Linked DNA regions of Anas platyrhynchos: region 2 is linked to region 1. The links are chromatin contacts, called in public Hi-C maps. All regions are on one chromosome and are shown on one strand. The core of a region is the stretch at or near the end of the contact, and the rest is flanking DNA. Distances in the headings are between cores, read along the strand shown.

Region 1 (3,343 bases), core at 266-2,765:
CCTACTAAAAACAAACCCTTTTAGTACATAACAAGCCTTTACTCAGCACTGACAATATAATCTCCTATCCTACAAGGAAAGGTTTGCACATGCTTCTCTGTTTCCAAGAGCCCCTTCATTAATATTACTTCTTCGTCTGCAAAGTGAACTCATGACTCCGCATAATCACTCTCCTTTCTGCAGGAAGCAGAACGGAGCCAACACTGCACATGCCATTACTCCTGAAGGGCAGCCTCCAGAGCTGCATTTTAATGAGAATGAGATGCTGTTTTGTCTCTAATGGCTCTGGCACTCTAGTGGGTTTCTGAACATTAATAAGTGAACGTTCTGAACATTAATAAGCATGTCAGAGGAGGCAGGTGACTGCCTAGGTGCTTGCTCCTTTCCTGGCAAATGCCAGAGAAAACATTTTTTTTTTCTTTTATTAACCTAGACTGAAGTCTGAGCTGACACATTTTACATCACATTTGCAGTGAGAGTCTCCAATCAGTTACCAACAACTTGTTAAAGTGCAAGTGAAATAATCTTGTATCTTAGTGAGGAGTGCTTAGGCACAGCTGCGACACCATCCTTTGTATCTTCCCTAGGACAGCTTGGTTAATGTGAAAGAGGAAAGCTCATCTTCTCTGCCTTCTGTTTCTTAAAAATGTATGATAAATGAACTCCAGGTTAATTATACAGGTGCGCTGTCTATAGGAGGCAACATTGCTCTGTATGTTAATGATGAAACCACAGACAGGTCAGTTCATATGTTTTGACTTTAATAAAGCATTCGGATTTTCTGACGTGAGCCCTTTCTTCCAGTGGTGCAGCTACTGCAGTAATTTAGAGCTGAAGCTTTCCCATGTTACTGGGTGTCATTTAACCTTGCTTGAGCTTGTTTATTTATACAGAAAGTGGGGAAAGTAGTGTTTGTTTCTCTCACAAGGCTGTGAGAAAGCTTATCAATAATATCTGCAAAGAGCACTGGGAACCTTGGCTAGAAGAAATAATATAATTTGTTACTGTGATCACATCAGTGCAAGATTTTTTTAGTGTCAATCTGTTGGAGTAGAATTTCTGGGATCATTTAGTCTTTCCAAAAAGACACCAAGATACTTTTCTTTTGGTGACAGAAATACTGATTTGCTATCCAAAATAAAGCCTTTTTTATTAATATATTTTTATATGCTCCTTTATAACCACACAGCCAAACAATTCCACATCTGTAAAGTAAACAAGTAAGAAAAGACTATACTTATACATACATACATATGTATACATATATACGTGTATTGTTTTTTTCCCTAAGGAATAAATATGATTTAGAAAGGGCCATTGGGTTGGATTGCAGAGCTTGAGAAGAAAAGGTGGGAGTGTTTTAGTTGGAAATGTTGCATATATTTTTCTTGTAGTAAAGTAAAACAAAAATATTTTACATTTCTTATGGTGAAGTTCTAGAAACAGAGGTGATAGCCCTGTTCAGATGATGATTCAGTGCGTGACTCACCGTCTGAAGCTGTGTTTGTCTTATGGAAAGGATGCCAGATGCATGTGCTGTTATCTGCTCTCTTTGGAGATGTGTCTGCACATGTGCTGGACGGGGGTGTGAAAGCTCACAGCTCTGATGAGAGCATTTCTGCATCTGCTTGGGAGCCTATATTTAGTCTGCAAGGATAAGGTTCGGAGAACCATCAGGATTACAACGTAGACACTCAATAAATGTAAATGCCACATAGACTTTACAGATACAGAAGGCAGGCTGTCTTAGTCACTTCGTTCCAAACCACCTTCATAGTTAGACATCCAAAAGCCAGCTCTTAAAAAAATTGCCATCTAATCTTCAAGACTCTTTAAGTCCACACAAAGTTTTTCCCCTCTATGTTTTGACACTTAGAAAACCTCATAAACTATTGAAGCTTAAACCAGATAATGATTTGTAAAGTGGTGTTTCTGAGCCTGGGACTCAAACCAGTAAGTACTTATAATAACGAGATAGATTTCTCCCAAATGCATGACGAGATAGTGTGCTGGCAAGTACTACTTTTCTTCCTTTTGTGTAGCTGTTCAAGGGTTAGCATTCAAGATGAAAGAATTTAAGTTTCACCTTTTCTTCTGCTGAAGGGGGTTGGAAGCTGCAAGACTAAACTCTCAGAAGAGCATCCAGACTTGCAGTGAGTACAGCTGTGCGTGTTGTGCTGGAGAATGTGGGCTCATCAAAGCAGTAGCACAATAGGTAGAGGTTACAAACTTGGGAAAGTGATCTTATGATTTGTGCACCTGGAAGGAGACCTGGCTTCTGATTAGGGCTCAAAGTATTGATGAGATCCAGGACTGTCCTGCTTTTCTAAAGGTCTGATGGCACCAGGTGTTAAACTCAGCATAGCCATGGTGCCAAGAGACACAGGTTTCCCCTGCGCAACAGTAAGACCATTGACTGATACTCACCTCAGACAAGTGCACAAGTGATTTCTGTGCAAAGCAGGAATTTTAGGTTATGTGATTTGAGGATTACCTCCATAAATGTGATGGAGCAGTCCAGAGAAGGGCGACAAAGCTGGTGAGGGGTCTGGAGAACAAGTCCTACGAGGAGCGGCTGAGGGAGCTGGGCTTGTTCAGCCTGAAGAAAAGGAGGCTCAGGGGCCACCTTATTGCTCTCTACAGATACCTTAAAGGAGGCTGTAGCGAGGTGGGGGTTGGCCTGTTCTCCCACGTGCCTGGTGACAGGACGAGGGGGAATGTGCTAAAGTTGCACCAGGGGAGTTTTAGGTTGGATGTTATGAAGAACTTCTTTACCGAAAGGGTTGTTAGACATTGGAACGGGCTGCCCAGGGAAGTGGTGGAGTCACCATCTCTGGAGGTCTTTAAAAGACATTTAGATGTAGAGCTTAGGGATATGGTTTAGTGGAGGACTGTTAGTGTTAGGTCATAGGTTGGACTCGATGATTTTGAGGTCTCTTCCAACCTAGAAATTCTGTGATTCTGTGATTCTGTAATACAGCAACCTAATCAGTGCCAGCTGAGGACCCCAACTCCCTGGCCTACCACAGGAAGGCCATCAGCTCCACTGCCCAGGCTCAAGGAGAGACTCTCACAAGATCACTTTAAGACTGGGCAGAGGGATTCCAGCCAACAAGGATATGGGAACTATTACAGTAGGTTGGAAAGAGTATTTGGGGTATGTGAAAGAGTTATGGGATATTTAGAGGAGGACCTGAAAGCGGGCAAAGGAAGAGATTGAGGTTGTTTGAGAAGGAGCAAGAGTGGAAAAAATAGAAAAAAAAAGGAAAAAAGTGGGGGGGGAAGGGGATAAAAAGGGTCTATTCATATGCAAACATGTTGCTGGTTTGTACACTTGTCTGGT
Region 2 (3,343 bases), core at 487-2,986, 200 kb before region 1:
GCTTTATCAGAAACAGAATAGAGTCCAGGCATTGCAGACCTTCCACCCAGATTTGTGCATGGGACAAATTTGTTGTAGTCAGTAAAGCCTGGGAAGGGCACTAATTGTTAGGATCAAGTTAATGGCACTGAAGACAGCAAAGCAAAGGAGGATCAGAGTAAGCTGCCTACTTATTTTCCATGGCCGGCTGTAGGCAATGATACAATGTTTTTTTTGTTTGTTTGTGTATTTGTTTTTGAAAAGGAAAGTGGGAAGCACTTTTTACATTTAACTGTGCTATGCTGCCTGAAAAAAATGAAAAGGCAATCATTCATGCCAACACAGACCAACATGCTTGACAGTATTCATGCTCACAAGGCAGACTCCAATGCTGTCTAGAAAATTCCATGGACTAAAGTGCATAGAAGTCTGTTGAAAGGAGAGGTGGTGTCAGCACAGTGAATTCATCATAATGCGTCACCAATAACTAGTGGTGTACAACAGGGGACCTTGCTAGGTCCAGTCTGTTCAACATCTTTGTTAATGGGGCAGAGTGCATCCTCAACGTGTTTGCAGGTGACAGAAAAGTGAGAAGAGTGGCTGATCCACCAGGGGGTCAAGCTGCCTTCCAGAGGGTTCTCCACTTGCTGGGGAAATGGGCTAGCAGTAACCTCATGCAGTTCAACAAGGAGAAGTGCAAAGTCCTGCACCTGGGGACAAACAACCCCCGGCACCAGTACATGCTGGGGGCCACCCAGATGGAAATTAGGTTGGTAGAAAAGGACCTGACAATACTGGTGCACACCAAGGTGATCATGAACCAGCATGTGCACTTGCCATAAAAAGGCTGGTGCTATCATGGGCTATATTAGTAGGAATGTTGCCAGCAAGTTGAGGGAGGTGATCCTTCCCCTCTACCCAGCACTTGTGAGGCCACATCTGAAGCACTGTGTCCAGTTCAGGGCTCCCCAGTACAAGAGAGACATGAACTTACTGGAAAGAGTGGGATCAGGGCCACAAATGAAGGGCCACAAATTTAATGAAGGGGCTGGAGCATCTCTCATATGAGGATAGGCTGAGAGAGCTGGGACTGTTCAGCCTGAAGAACAGGAGGCTTGGGGGGATCTCATCAATGTGTGAAGGGATACCTTCACACATCAATATCTGAAGGGAAGGTACAAAGAAGACAGAGCCAGGCTCTTCTCAGTGGTGCCCAGTGCCAGGACAAGAGGCTATGGGCACAAACAAACACTAGAGGTTCTGTCTTCTGAACATCAGGAAGCACTGCAGGTGACTGAGCACTGGCACAGTTTGATGCAACAAAACCTGCCTGGTGCTCCGTGTTGCTCCAGGTCTCTCTCCCTAAATCTCTGCCTGCAATGTTGAGGAGGGTGAATTTGCTTGAGTGATGAAACCAGCTGAGAGCACATTGTTGTGCAGGCTCACATTGTTGTGTTGTATATGTCTCTAGGAGGATTCATGGCAAAAACCATCTGTGTATCTGCATATGTAAAAGTTCAGTCAAAACATAGGCTGTGGTGACTGATTTGTTTGTTTGTTTGTTTGTTTGTTTCCCAATACCTTTATTCTTTATTGTGTTTAGAACTTGTTAACCTGGGGTAAGGATTCAAAGTGAAGGTTGGGTGTGGTAGCCCTTGGTACATTTACAAGATAAAAGGTTTTTACTATGACCTACTGCTGAAGCAGTGTTATGATTTCTGTTGCCCCAAACCAGTTGATAGTAAAAGGTTTTATCAAAGAAAGCTTAGACTGTGAGCAATATTTTTTTAAACCATAGCTACAGAGTCTGTTTCTGATATACTTACTTGTAAACAAAAACACATTCTCTGCCAGTGTGCTTTCTGGTGTTTCTCATGCCCTCCCCCTTCTCTTATTATTTTTTATGCCCTTTTATTATGCCCTTATTATTTTTTTTATTATTATTTTTTATGATTTTTATTATGCCCTTATTATTTTTTTTTTTTACTGTGCTAATTAATAACAACTGAGATTGACATTCTAAAGCAATTTTGATTTCTACCAGCCTTTTAATTTATGATCTTAAGCACTGGTTTAGTTAATGTTCATTAGGTAAATGTTCACAAAATATATGTAATCTTTTTCACAGCTGCAAAAGTTTTTTGAGATGTTCTTCAAAAGCAGTTCTCCCCAGCAAGCCTTTAACAACATGAAAGAAGCTATAAGCAAACTTCTACTTGTAACTGAGGTCTTCAGTGAATTATCTGCCTCAGGACCAAGCTCTTTCAATCAGTAAGTAACTTGCAGAATTCTTTGCTATTCTATTATTAAGATAACTCCTTAGATAGTAAAAACTGTAGAAGATGCATGACTCCTAAAATAACAAAATCCCCTCTATTTCATTAATCCTAATAGAATGAAGCATGGACATACTGTATCTAGGGAGTAAAACTCTTCAATATCTACAGGGTTTCTAGTTTGTGAAGAGGTTGTGATAAATACCGAGGACCTGATACTGTGTCCTCATGAAGTGTTTCAGGCAGCACAAATGAACAGAAATCACTCAAAATTGGGCCAGTTATCATAAAGCTGTATTTCCCGTTAGTGAGCACTCTGTCTTGTGTCAAATATTTAAAATTAGAGTAACCCAGACTGTTCTGAACTGGCTGGGGCAGGGAATACAAACAACACTGCAAATACTTTATGAAATGTACGTTATGAAGTGTACTCAGGTAGCAACATTTTTATGTGAATATTGCATCACTGTAATCACTTCTATTAGAGTCTTACAGTTCTTACACATAAATCAACATTATTTAATGATAAATACTAAGTAAGTTACTATTTATAATGCTTGTATGTTTTATAAATATATTTGAGAACATGGGTGTTTTAGTAGTAATAATATAATTCTCATTATTTGTCAGGAATAAAGTTTACATTCTGAATGAAGACAGTTGAAAGGAGGTGAGGAATATAACAGGGATAGGACTATTTTTGAAGTGGTCTAAACTCTTTAACATTTGTTTACCAATAGGATAGGTATCCCTTATGTATATAGCACAAGATTTGCTTAGGGTTCCTGGCCCATCTCTTCAAACATCCCCCCCCGGTGCATCTGGGTTCAGTAAGCCCAGTAAGTCTCACCTGATGGACATCTATTGTCCTCAGAATGTCTCCAAAGCTTTTGTGGGACTTCATTCTCATCAAAAAGCATTTCCTCCTCTGGTCCAGTTCACTTCCCTCACTGGTTTAAAAGTGAGCTGTACAGGTACTCTTGAATATATCACTGCTTTCATCAGCTCAAAATGTGACTCATCAATGGCTAAGGCTGCTGACTCTTAGAAATGTTTAGTCTATATTGTATGCTTTCTCTGGACAAAGG

The links. Hi-C and Micro-C count contacts between places; a contact is called where the count stands out from the background.
Region 2: a Hi-C map of liver shows a contact between it and region 1, with 4 times the contacts expected there. The contact joins two enhancer-like sites. A contact is called at or near these places in 4 of 8 Hi-C or Micro-C datasets (F1 follicle, liver, skeletal muscle and 1 more).

Annotation. Positions count from the first base shown.
Region 1 is chr1:24,358,778-24,362,120 of IASCAAS_PekinDuck_T2T, reverse strand. No RefSeq gene overlaps it. Among named protein-coding and RNA genes, the nearest start is that of FAM3C, 44 kb to the left of the region's middle. Within about 2 kb of position 1,515, at least 2 of the 8 cell types and tissues checked have an H3K27ac peak or open chromatin away from gene starts, as enhancers often do.
Region 2 is chr1:24,558,689-24,562,031 of IASCAAS_PekinDuck_T2T, reverse strand. CPED1 (cadherin like and PC-esterase domain containing 1) reads left to right here. Exons shown (of 24, transcript XM_005013138.6): 8 at 2,108-2,250. Among named protein-coding and RNA genes, the nearest start is that of CPED1, 64 kb to the left of the region's middle. Within about 2 kb of position 1,736, at least 3 of the 8 cell types and tissues checked have an H3K27ac peak or open chromatin away from gene starts, as enhancers often do.